Linked DNA regions of Mus musculus: region 1 is linked to region 2. Evidence: chromatin contacts called from public Hi-C data. All regions are on one chromosome and are shown on one strand. The core of a region is the stretch at or near the end of the contact, and the rest is flanking DNA. Distances in the headings are between cores, read along the strand shown. Region 1 overlaps Prkg1 (protein kinase, cGMP-dependent, type I). Region 2 overlaps Prkg1 (protein kinase, cGMP-dependent, type I).

Region 1 (7,025 bases), core at 1,068-3,567, 120 kb before region 2:
AGAATGACTGAAGCTTGGTGAGATTAGACACTTTGTAAACTCATATAGTTACGAAGGTATGTTCAAATCAGGCCTTTAAGGTCCGGAGGATAAAGTCATTCTCAGCTACAGAGAGAGTCTGAGGCCAGCCTGGGCTTCATGAGGTCTTGTCTCACAAACAGCAGCAGCAACAGAAAGGAAAAACAAAATAAGTAGCTGTGGTGGTACAACTTGCCTCAAGATGAAAGTTAATAGGTTTTTGCAGGTGTTCTTTGTAGAACATTTAAAAATAAAGCCAAGACTTCTGAATATTGAAGTTTAGGGAAATAAATAGCATGCTTTATTAGACATTGAGGCAGTTATGGTCTGCAGTGTTTACCTTTACCCTGCCAGCCCTTGCTGTTTGCCATCTCGGATGCTTTGCATCCTGCCATAGCCCTCTGATGTTCACAACCCTTGTTCTCTGCAGCTTTGTCAAGCCCTTCCCAAGTCCATACAACCTTATTCCCTCTCTGCTGAGCTAAGACCCCTTGGTCTTCACTTTCCCTGAGAATACTGTAGCCAGTTCTCTGTGACCTCCAGGACCTACATAGATGCGTCTTTTAGTAAAAGTTACCATGTTGGCCTGCTTGTTTGCTCTGATGTTTCCATGACAATGTGATAGTTTTGAGAGCAGAAAAGATGTCTCTTATCTCCATAATCTCTGCTTGGTCTCTGGTACCCTTCAGCAAATACCGACAAGATAAATTAATAGATGAAGATTCCGTTGATTTATGCTGCCTGGCTGGTGGTCCAGTGTTTGAGAGATCTTGGGGGTCCATGTTAACTGAGATTCTTGGTCCTCCTTCAGGGTCCCCCACCTCCCCAGCTTCTTCCCCAGGGAGTTTAGAGGTCTGGTGGGTGGGTGGTGGGGACATCCTTGTGGAGACAGGGGTTGGGGTGAGGAGGAGATATGGGATGTGCAACAGTTGAAGGGTGGGCCAGTAGGGGAGTAAAATCTGGATTGTAAATAAATAAATAAAATATTAAAATAATGGAAAAATGTAAAAAAAATTCCTTGGTTTGTAAATGATGCGTATTAATTTTCAACTCACCCTGAGCTTTTCTGTTAGACAAGTATTTCTAAATGGCACACTGCCCTGTGTGGGATGGGGGTGTTTCTCCAGTTCCTTAAGGCTTGCTGCACTTAATACCATGGCTACTTGGAAAGCCTGAAAACCAAGTTCTTTTCATATAAATGCTCTTGGTGAGTTTGGTATCGATATACTTCATGAAAGTAACTGTAAATATGAAATCATTCATTAGTTGAAAGCTATTGGACAGTGATGGAATATATAACTAATGGGTAAGATTTGGGCGAAAATCAAAAGGTATGGTATAATTTTAGCAATATTTGTGTCTGGAACTTTAAAAAAACATTTTGCCCAAGAGTTTGTAGGAAGATTTCATTGTTTTTGGTTTATTTTGTCAAGAGTACTAAAATGAAGCTGAAAAATTCAGGTATTTCATCACAACTGCTTTGTTCCACATTTTTGCTATTAGGCAGAAAAATCTCTCTAAGAAAGTGTCCTGGAGAGTCAGTGGGATCTATTCTGATGCATGTGTCTCCAGAGGGAGCTTTCTCCCCTGAGCCATAGAAATAGCTTTGCCTCCAAGGCATCCTTCCACAGTGAACTAGCAGCTTCCCTGATGGTGTCTTAAAGTCTCTTTACCTTCTTCTCTCCCTTTAGGGGTAAAAGAAGGGATGTATTTGGAATCTTTTCAGCTTTTTGAGTTCTTGGAATGCACAGGGTATAATTAGGTAATTTCTAGATTACTAATAGCCTGCTGTAGCATGAACCGACTTATCAGGAGAAACATATGAGAAGGAACGTTCTTATAACCATTGACCTAAGGAAGGCTTCCTTCCCTTTTTATTTTTTTCTCTTTGTTTTTTTTTTTTTCAATAGATGCCTGAGTAGGTATTTCAGGGTTGTAATCATGCTTGAAATAAAGATGAAATACACATGGTTGATTTATTAAGCACATCACTTCTCCAGTCCATTTCTGCACTCAACGTTCTGCTGTGTATTTTCGCTTTTACATATAAAGTGATGGGATTCAGTCCAATTAAATACATCTACTCACTCCCCTCATGCCCACCCCTATTGTGTTTGGCAGAAACATTTAATTCAGTGCTCTGTGTGGGGAATGATTCCCGTGTCTGTACTTAAAATAAGAAAGAGACAGAAATGGCAATGGCATGGTCAGCAGAAAATTGTGACTCACTGACTGTACTTCAGAACAGGCTGTGTTTCTGAAAAATCACTCATCTTTGGAGACGTGTATGGAACTGGCAAACAATGTACTAATAGCCAGGCAGACAGCTGTGCTGCGCAGGGGTGTGGTTTTGATTGGGATGTCTATGCTTCTTGGAAGTCATGGCTGTTCAGCAAAACATAAAACCATAAAGGGAAGGGTTGCTGCCTTCCTGCAGCAGGTGCTACCCTGCCTTCCAATGGGGGTCCTGGGGTCAACGTCAGGAATATGTGTCTGTGGCTTCTACTGACCTGGTCCCATGAAGCCACCCTGGAAAAACGTAGGGAATGGCTCCATTTGACTGTCCCTATTAACCAATAGAAATGTCTTCCTGTTTTTTTTTGTTTTTTGTTTTTTGTTTTTCTCAGAAGCAATTCAGTCTAGTGTATAGTTGAGAGATGCCACACACAGGTTTGTTTTGTAATCCCTGGGAGTGTCGCTTCAACGGGCAGAGTTCAGTGAGTGCCATCTCTGGGTTATTCCCAGGCATTTCAGATCCAGTTTTAATTTAGATCAGTAGATCAGGAACAAATAATTTGCCAAATGCAGGTGGCAGACCATCCCTCTTCTCCCTAACGTCCATCTGTGGAGTACTCTGAGACTTTGCTAAAATGATAAATTGATGTGTCTGCTTCGAGGCAGCTTGTTACCAAGAACAGTGGTCTACACAAATGGGAAGTGGCACTCTGCAGCAGGGACCGCAGGTGGGAGCCGATAATAAGGCATCTGTGGATCTTAAGGGGCTCGGAAGCTGCTTGATTTTGTTTTCTGTTGTTTTGTTTTCATATGACCAAGAGATTTCTTGTTAAACTAATGTCCCATTTCCTAAAAGGCATATTGCATCATTATACTTCAAATATGACTGAGAATTCTTTTGATTCTAACACACCTTATAATCATGAATCAGCTAATAACTAACTTTATGAATCCTGCAGTTCCTCTCGAGGTTCGGAGCATAGGTTTGGTTTTTTTGTTTGTTTTTTTTTTGTTTTTTGTTTTTCAGTGGTTTTCTGTGTTCACTGAAGCTGGTATTTAATTTAATTTTTAAAAAAGATTTATTTATTTTATGTCTGAGTACACTGTAGCTGTCTTCAGACACACCATAAGAGGGCTCCAGATCCCATTACAGATGGTTGTGAGCCACCACGTGGTTGCTGGGAATTGAACTTAGGACCTCTGGAAAAGCAGTCAGTTTCCTTAACCACTCTCTTAGTCATCTCTCCAGTCGAAGCTGCTATTCTAAACAGAAGCAAGTGTAATTAACAGCCTGTAACACTCTAGTCAATAAACAGTGTAGTTAAAATACAAACTTTTTGTGGGTAGGAAATAACAGCCTGAATTCTCACATTTCAGAGCAGCAGAGATCTGAGTTCATCTCATCATCTCCTGATCCCCACTGATGAATGGCTTTAGTCAAACTGTCATGTCAAATGTAGGCAAATCCTTCCAGTGGTAAAGAGCTTATCTCCTCTCAAAGAACACTGCAGCAATTTGAGAATGTCTTCTGGTCCTCTTGCAGCCTAATTCCAGGGGGCAAGTCTCTCTGTACCACTTAAAAGTGACTATGGTGTAATTCACGTTACATGTAACAAACATTCATTAAGTATGAACTCTGCTGGAGACCAGGCTCCAGGGATGTGTGCGGAAAGTAGAAGCAAGTACCCTAATTGCTGAGCCAGCCATCTCTCAGCCCCTGATCCCCTGATATAAGATATTTGAAGCGAGATAATTTTCCATTATGATTGATTTTATTCAAACAATAATAAAATAAAATATATAGTTTTCACATTTTGAAACCATATGTGGACTCTTTATAACGATAACAAGCACTTCAAGAGACCTTGTTCAGAGTGGAACACAGATTGGACATGGGTCAGCTGGACTCTTTCATTGTGTAAGTAGTTCCCAAGTCATAATTTGATTCACATGTTCCTGGACTTGCATCCCGTATTTGACGTAATAGTCACAACAGTGTCTGGCTTAGATCCTACAGTTAGCATTCCTGGCAATGGTTTTTCAGTCTACCAGCTACACATGAATGAAGAGGTTAATCTAAGATTGCTAAGGTAGAATTGCATGACTTGTGTTCTCTGAAGGTCAAGCTCCGAGCCAATGGCCTCTCCATCTGACTTATACAAACTTAGCTTAGTGAAGGTAGTCTATTTGCTGCACTAGAAGGTAGCTGGGGCAGAGCGCTCCCTCTTATCCATGTTTCTAGTTACTTCCTTCTAGCTTTTGTGGACGATGCTTATGGCCTTGGTCAGTACTAGCAAGCACACTTCTTGGCACTGGGGTTTTTGATTCGTTACTCATGAGAAACAATGGTTTGTTCTATGTATTTGCGTGGCTTTTGTGCTGATTAGGGATGACTGCAAGAATTTTATGTTAGATTATGAGTTTATGCACACGTATGTGTGTACATGTGCATGCATTTGTGTATAGGTGCATATTGAGTATATATTTGTGTACAGGAAGCTCTTCAAAGGATGACTTCTATAGTGTGTCCTTGTATGTCATATATTTTAAAAATTTTAAATTGTTAAAAGAGCATCATCACATAAAAATTATATGATGGCCTTAAGGAAATATTGCTGCCACATAACATTTTCTCACTTAGTGCTATGTCCAGTTTTTACTCTATACAACATGGGATAATTTTATGCTTTCAATTAAAGATTATAATGTTTATAGAATTTACTTAAAGCTTTGGTGGATATTGAGATCAAATGATCACCATGAATAACACTGTAGTTCAAATCCTCAATAAGTTTTATAGTTGTAAATATTTCAATGTATTTATTTTTATCTGAACTTTAGGGAAACTATTGACTTTCAAAGAATTATTACTTCTTTTAAGAGTTTCATACAACATGCTTTGATCATATCCACTGCCCTCTCCATCAATCTTCTCAGACATACTCCCTCTTTCCATCCAAGTTATTTTTAATCCTTCAAGATCAGTTTGTACTGCCCAAGTATCCTTGGAGATGTGCTTTTCCACTAGAGTACAGTTGACTTGCCAGGGGCTGCACTTAGAAAAAGCTATTTCCCTTTCTCCCAGAAGCTAACAATTGCCAATAGTTCTATGGCTTCAGGTGTGAACCTATCTCCCATCTTCATGTTGAGATGTGGTCTGCTGTGTGTGTACACAGGTGTTTTACATACTGTGTGGCCATGGAGTTTTATATGTGCAGCTGACTTGCTATGTCCAGAAGACAACAGTGCCTTGACATGCGCTCACTGATCAGAAAGTGCTTGATTCCTAATTTAGCTTAAATATTGATTTTCTAATAATTCTAAGTTTTTGAATGGGACAATTTCTCATTACATAGCTTATGTTGGGTGAAAAGTTGAGTATATAGTTCACAGTGGCCTTGAACTCACAGTATGTTCTCTTGCACTCAGCTTCACAAGTGCTGAAGGTACATGCCTGGTACCACCACACCCAGCAGAATTCTTTCTCTATGCATTAAAAAGTTTCACTTCTTTTGTTTCTCAGAGAAAACAAATGACTTCCTTTTTTTTAAATAAAAGAATTATTTATTTTATGTATATGTATACACTGTAGCTGTCTTCATACACACACACCAGAAGATTGCATTGGATCCTATTACAGATGGTTGTGGGCCACCATGCGGTTGCTGGGAATTGAACTCAGGACCTCTGGAAGAGCAGTCAGTGTGCTCTTAACCGCTGAGCCATCTCTCCAGTCCTATTTCCTTTTTTAAGTGCATGATATGAACAGATTGAGTGTCAGGATGGCCAGTCCATTTGTGTCAGCATGTACCAAGTTAAATTGTAGCAATTTTGTTTCCATAGTGACCATTTAGAATCTACTTTAATAAGGATGGGTAGGATGTTTAATGTCAAAGGAGGACTTGCTTCCATTATCATTTCTTCAGTCTGATAAAGTGTTGTATTTAAATAAATTTGGAATAAAAAGAATGGGTCAAATATTAAGTAACAGCAGTCATATCCCTAATTCCTTGTTTGCCTTGAGTACCTCCACCATTCTCTGTCACACTGATGTAAGGAGCTACCCCATCCGTTGAAGAGAAATAATGCACAGTGCCACTTGGCTTGGAGGAGGGGGTGCCAACCCAAATTTTTCATGCCATGACCCACTTTTTATTTTTGACCCAACTTGCATTTTGAATGTACAAGTAATTTATTTTTTTACAGATTTTATAAAAGATTATTGAATAGACAACAAAATTATAGATTGATTGTCCAAATGTGTCCAGGATCACCAAATTTACGTTTTGTGTCATTTTGCTTAAGTTTACTGCTCTACTCTACAGGAATGAGTGAGAAAAGATTAAAAGAGGACTAGAGAACAATTTGTAGAAGGAAATGATGTTATTCATCCTAAGGGTTTGCTGTTTATATTGCTGTGTTCACGAAGTTTCCTTTGCTTCGTGAACGAGTCAGTTTAAGTGGTTTTTAAATGGTATCATTTCAGAAATAGTTCTTGTTTTGTTATTGTTCACTATTTTTTTCCCAATTGACCATTTGCTGGAAATAAAGACCAATTAGGAGTGGTTCATTTCCAACTTTGTGCAATAGTGTCAAGGGTGATGAGCTGTCACCGAGTGACTGAGTTGAGGACATGAAGAAGGAATCGAGACTCACTCAGTGACTGTAAGTCAGTGTCTAATTACAGAGATGTCACAGTATGAGTGAGGGATTCATCTGAGAGGTACAATGTGTGGAACCAGAGAACCAAGATGGCAGCAGTGAGTGAGAGA
Region 2 (6,271 bases), core at 2,491-4,990:
TATGACATGCACAGGTACTCTTAGTCGATACATTACCAGTGCTCTACTGAAATGAGAGTTTTCTACTACTCTCTGAAATGAGAGAACTGGGAATCATGCTGAACCCAGAGTCTCCTCCATACTGGAGATATTCCAGGCTTCTGAGTAATATCCCAACTCAGAGGTGTCTGGGGAAAAATTCAGATCAAACAAAAAGAGCTTAGAGCCTTTAAGTAATGTGTAGTGTTAGAATCTACAGTAAGCTGCGAAGTGGCTCAGTGATAGAATTCTTGACTAGCCTGCATGATGCCCTGGGTTTGTTTAGTCATGAGCAACATAAAGCAAAGAAGATATAAGTTTCATAGACTCAACTATCAAAAAATAACCTCTCAATATGTGAGAGGAATTATTTGTGTGTGTGCATGTGTGTATGCATGTGTGTGTATATATGTATTGAAACTTGGGGGAAAAATCGTGAAGATTTAGATGAACATAGATGAAAACCATTGCCAGAGATTTTTTTTTTTGGTGGGGATGTAATTTGCCATATGACAGTCTTTAAGTATGTTAAGGAATTGGCAGGGTTTTTGTTGTTGTTTGTCAGTGGGTTTTCTCCAGAATAGCCTATGCAAGGTCCATAAATTAATATGGCTCTTAAGTATTTTGTTTGAATAAATTAAAGCACAGTTCAAGTCATTTAGACTTAATAAAAGTAATCTGACTTAGAATAAGGACTACAACTTCCAGGTATGGTTGTGACTATGCATCCACAAAGCTATTTGCTCAACGTTCTCACATGCTGCCATTCTAATCACGATCAACAGAGCCCAAAATGTCAAAGCTAGAAGGGAGTACATGGGCCTTTTAATGAAACCCACGTTTTCCCAGATGAATTTTATCAATCATCCTTAATGACGAGTCCTTCACATGTCCCCAAAACTTATGTCCTTACCTTGTGCTCACAGCGAGCCCCATCTTGTGCTCACAGCTTGCACCACCCCCCACCCCCCCCCCCCCCGGCATCTATTTTTCAGTAGTGAACAAACGGTTTGAAAGGTGTTACTGTGCACAAAAATCTTTTGGTTACATAAGACTGTAACGATTCAAGCCCAGATGGGCTAATTATGAACATAATTTATTCCAGGTGCCTTTCAGTAATTAACAAAAAGGAGTGGTTGTTGCCTGTTTCACAGAGCACACTCAGCAGCACCGTGTGAGAAATGTGTACCTGGGTGAGGGATGGAGGGTATTAGCCACGTCTCTCTAGAGGAACAGATCTGATAGAATGAAAGAAAAATCTATATGGATATAATATATCCCCTATATATGGGATTTATTAGAGTGGCTGCGTTATAGGCTGTTGCCTAGCTTAATCTAACAATGGCTGTCTTCCAAGACAAAGTCCAAGAATCCAATACCTGTTTGGTCCAGGAGGCCTGATGTCTCTGCTGGAAGAAGTAGACTCTAGTACCACTGAAGAAGTGCTTCATCAGCAGGACGAATGAACTTGCCAGTGTGATGAGGGAAGGTGGTAAAGAAAGCTGCTGCTTCCATGAGCTCTCTACTGGCTGCCTTGAGAAGGGGTGTTCGAGATTTAGGGTGGGTCTTCTGACTTCAAATGGTCCAATCAAGGAACATCCCTCACAGATGTGCTGAGCTGTTTGGAGTTTTAGTTGATTACGGACTCCATCTGGAATTGACAACCAAGAGTAGCCAACAATCACAGGGAATAGTCAGTGTGTAACTGGTCACGAGCCTTGAGAGATCCGGAGAAGACTTTAGAAAAGATGGCAGAGCTGCCTTCTTACCAGACAGGCAGAGGCATCCTTCCTGTCTGTGGTACCTGTCAGTGTGTGTCATCCAGTGTGTTTTATTACTAGAGATGGAAGAAGAGTATATTCGAGGTAGTATTCAGTGCACAGAACTGGAAAAGTAAGTATGGCTCAAATTCTTTCCTCTTGGCTTCTTTCCCTTGCTGTGCTAGGGATAGAACTCAGAGCCTTTAATATATTAGTCACACACTGCCACGGAGTGGACCGTAGTCTGGTATCCACTTGAACTTTACTGCGTCTCTCCAGCCACTCCCACATCCTCTTGGCTCTCTACAGACAGCTGAGAGAGATCTGGATAAAGCTGAAGGTTCTAATAGGGGAGCAATCATAAGGATTAAACATTTAGAAATGGGAAGAATTTGGTTCTATCCAGTGACTGGTGAGATGTTCAACTTTAAGTGGATGAAGTACTACCAATGAGTCCAGCATCCCTGTCTTCAGACCCTCCGGGGGCACCACTACCTAAGACCATGAAAGCTGGGAGTGAAGGGAATTTTGTGGTTTTTAAAGTCAGTTCTTATTATCTATAGTCTCAGTGCACAGGGAGTGATATCTGTGACTCATATTAGGCTTAAACAGACCTGTTGGTGATTAAAGACCATAAGATTATGCATATTAGTGTTCCCATATGGTTATAAATGCTTGTGTGAGTTTTCTTGTGTTTGAGTTTAAAATCCCTTAGTGTTATATCAGCTAACTTCTAGACACGATCTAGTTAGACTAACAAGCGTTGGTACTGAAGATTCTTGCTTTAATTAGCCATTATTTATTATTATTATTATTATTATTATTATTACCACCATCATGCTTATGTGTATGTATGGGCATGCCTGTATACACATGTAAAACAGAGACAACTTTCAAGAGTTGGTTCTTGCCCTGGACTTTGCTGAGGTAGGATCTTTTGTTTAGATTGCTCCGCTGTTACCTGCTTCAGATTCGCTGGCTCTTGGACTTTTGATGCAATCTCCTGTCTCCCCCTCCCACCTCAAGGTAGGAGGCTGGGATTACAGATTTGCGCCCTGACATCTGGCTTTCACATAGGTTACAGGATTTGAACTCAGGTTGTTAAACTCAGGTTGTGGTCAGAGCTTTTGCCTGCTAAGCCATCACCCAACCCCATAGCTCTATTTCTAAGATAGGTAAAAGTGACTATATAAATAAATAAAACCTTTAACCTGGAATTATTCTGAATCAACACCTAATGGGTTCTTCTTTATTTTTTTTCACAAGAACCTCTAGATTTATTTAAATAAGGTTCCTGATCTAGGGAACACCTGTGTGCTCATTGCATTTATTTCCCTGGGGGAGGGACTATGAGTTGGGCCTGATTTGAAACAGGGTAGCCAAGGCTGACCTGGAACTCACTGTATTCCCAGCTGGCCTCAAACTTGTGACAATCCTCACGCCTCAGCCTTACAAGCGCTGGGTCACAGGTGTGAGCCACCGTGCCTAGCAAACACAATTACCTCTGAGCTACTCCAATAGTTCTTATTGAACAGATGTCAATGGGGTCAAATGACTAGACTAGTCATTGGGGAAGGGACATATGAAGGGGAAAGCAGAAATGAGTCTATACTTGGAGCTCCATATCAGCTTTATAGCTATCAAATGTGACTACATAAATAAGTTATATAGCTATCGAACATAGGTGGGGGCATGGTGGGATAGTTTTCTCTTATATCCCTACCCCCCAAAAAAAAGGAAAGGAAAGGAAAGGAAAGGAAGAGAAAAAGGAAAACAAAAGCCTTTGTCTATATTCCTACATTTAAAATTATGTCAGACTTACTGGGGCTATACTGTTGTCTACGGTGCCACCTATTGGTAAAATGAAGCAAAAACAATCTACTGTCATTGGTACAGTATCCTCTTAAATCTCCTTAGAGTTTTGCAGGCAGCTGTTAGAAAGCAGATTGTCTGTGATCCGACTAAAATAGGAGATGAATCATGTGCCTTATGCAGAGATGCTCAATTTTGTCATTTAGTAGAGACCCAGATAGGATCTAGGAGGCAGGATATCCGACTTCCCTAGTTCATAGCTCTGCCAAAAAAAGGGGGGGGGTAGGGTGGGGTGGGGGGGAGGGCTGTGAGATTGTTTAGGGATTCTAAGCACTTGGCTCTTCTCATCTACTGGAATGCAAGTGGAATCGTCTCATATGACTGCTGCCTTATACAAATGTGAGCTGAAGTGCAGAGTCTTTTGTAACATGATCTCTCAGAGCCTTTGTGAAGTCACACAGCTATAGCAAAGGGCTGGCTCAGAAGATGTAACTTTCAAAAATTAGTTTTGTGAGAATAGCCGACATAAACTGTAAACCCCTCTAAACAAGCATGTGGTTAGCTTTCATGGAAGAAAAGGTTAAATACCAAGTACAATATGATAGATGGCTGAAGGAGTCATTGAAGTTTTTTGAGATACACACACACACACACACACACACACACACACACACTCCTGCTGAAGCTCAGGAAGGCTTTGATCTTATACTTGTCATCATACTGCTCTGGCCACTCTCAGTGTGATTACAGGCTTGTGCTACCAAGACCAGCATGAAGAATTAGATTTCAGTTAAATTAGCAGGCTTAACAAATATTAGGACTTCTCATTTCAGTGGTGCCCATGTGTATAACCTAAACCAGAAACATACATACACTAGGCATTGGAGTAAAATAGGAAAATTGATAAGACGTCCTTCATTACTGATTGAAAAAAAATGCTACTATGAAAATCATAATTAAGGCAGATTCCTTCACACTTTTGAACTTCCCCAGCTTTTATAGGGCAATGTTGTTACTTGTGAGTTTTACTCACCTCCCACTTACTGTGCAGTTGGTGTTTGAGGTAGATTTTTTTCCATTAATCATTTCATTTGTTTACATTTAAAATCTTATCCCTCTTTTTTTGGTCTCCCTTCTATGTACACTCCACCTATTCCCTTCCCCTTTGTCTCTAAGAGGGTGCTCCTCCACCCACTCACCCACTGACCTCTCAACTCTCTAGCATCCCTCTACACTGAGGCATCAAGTCTACACAGGACCAAGCGCCTCCCCTCCCACTGATGTCAGATGAGGCAATCTTCTGCTACATATGAAGCAGGAGCCATGGACCCACCCATGTCTGTACTCTTGGTTGGCAGCTTAGTCCCCGGTAGCTCTGAGGCATCTGGTTAGTTGACACTGTGGTTCTTACTATGGGGTTGCCAACCCCTTCAGCTGCTTCAGTCCTTCCCCTAACTCTTTCATTGGGGTTCCCCCGGTCAGTCCAATGGTTGGCTGTGAGTATCTGCACCTGCCTTAGTCGGGTGCTGGCAGAGCCTCTCAGAGGCCAGCGATACCAGGCTCCACTGAAAGGCTGGCTGTACTAACACTGCTTTGTCTATTTAGAGTTTGGGTGGGTAACCCAGAAAACCAGCAGAACACTGGATTTGTGGGGTTCATGTTAGAAAGCCAAAATTATCTCCTAAATTCCTTAGTCAGTACTTTTTTCTAATCACATGAGTTTAACGTTGGCTTCTGTGTCATGCACCTTTTTAAGTTTTATCTTCTGGATTTGACCCTCTTGATTTTCTCTTATAATGTCTCTAGTATTTTGATTCCTTCGGATAATTGATGATAATTTTCCTATTTCAAGTTTCTTAATCACATCTACCAAGTTCCTCTTCCATATAAAATAGAGTGTACAGACATTCTGAAGATTGGGATGTGTTGAGACCTTTGAGGACTTATGATGCTGTCTTCTATAAATGCCTCAAATAAGTATATTAATTTAAATAATATTTTGATCACTATATAAAATTAAATAGTAGGTTTTGAAGTTATCTTAAGTAAGAAAGATTTTATTTCTATGATGAGTTCTATTTTAGACTCTTAAAATTTAATGTTGAAGATATTCTGTTTTGGGATTGGTCATTGATTTGACAAAATAGCATCATGGTACAAAACAACACTCTCACATAATTAAGGAATTCATGGAATGGAAGTATCTGAAATAGGCTATGGTGTCTACAAGTGGAATTAAAAAATACTTGAGTATTATAATAAATATAAATGCTCTCAGGTTTTTTTATAGATATTCTTGTTGTATAAACACACAGAGAAACAAAGGCATGTTATAGAGCTGACATTGATCAAGAAAAATCCAGATGACAGCTCTGACTATGTGCCAGAGATAGGTGGTACTCATGGTCAGGTTGACAGTACTTAGGATCACCATGGTAACACACATCTGGCACTTTCCAGAAAGGTTTAAATGAAGAGGAAAGACCCATCTAAATATGAACCCCAGTATCCTGTAGATTGAGGCCTCATATTGAATAAAAAGGAAAGAGCTGACTGGACACCAGCACTCATCTCTCTCAGCTGCCTGTCTGCCAATGCAGTGTGACCGGCTCTCTTTCCCATGCTCCTTCCATAACACCTTCCCCAGCATGGTGGATTTTACCCCTTATATTGTGCGCTAA

What was found. A called contact is a pair of places that touch in the nucleus more often than the background predicts.
Region 1: a Hi-C map of cortical neurons shows a contact between it and region 2, with 2.4 times the contacts expected there. The contact joins two enhancer-like sites. A contact is called at or near these places in 4 of 484 Hi-C or Micro-C datasets (adipose-derived mesenchymal stem cells, cortical neurons and nephron progenitors) and 1 of 115 datasets of contacts at active chromatin or transcription factors (embryonic fibroblasts).

What each region holds. Positions count from the first base shown.
Region 1 is chr19:30,955,918-30,962,942 of GRCm38.p6, reverse strand. All of the region lies in intron 4 of Prkg1 (protein kinase, cGMP-dependent, type I), which reads left to right. Among named protein-coding and RNA genes, the nearest start is that of Cstf2t, 120 kb to the left of the region's middle. Within about 2 kb of position 2,317, at least 4 of the 459 cell types and tissues checked have an H3K27ac peak or open chromatin away from gene starts, as enhancers often do. A contact at or near this core is called in cortical neurons, where this site is marked.
Region 2 is chr19:30,840,865-30,847,135 of GRCm38.p6, reverse strand. The region is part of intron 5 of Prkg1 (protein kinase, cGMP-dependent, type I); the gene reads left to right. Among named protein-coding and RNA genes, the nearest start is that of Cstf2t, 240 kb to the left of the region's middle. Within about 2 kb of position 3,740, at least 31 of the 459 cell types and tissues checked have an H3K27ac peak or open chromatin away from gene starts, as enhancers often do. A contact at or near this core is called in cortical neurons, where this site is marked.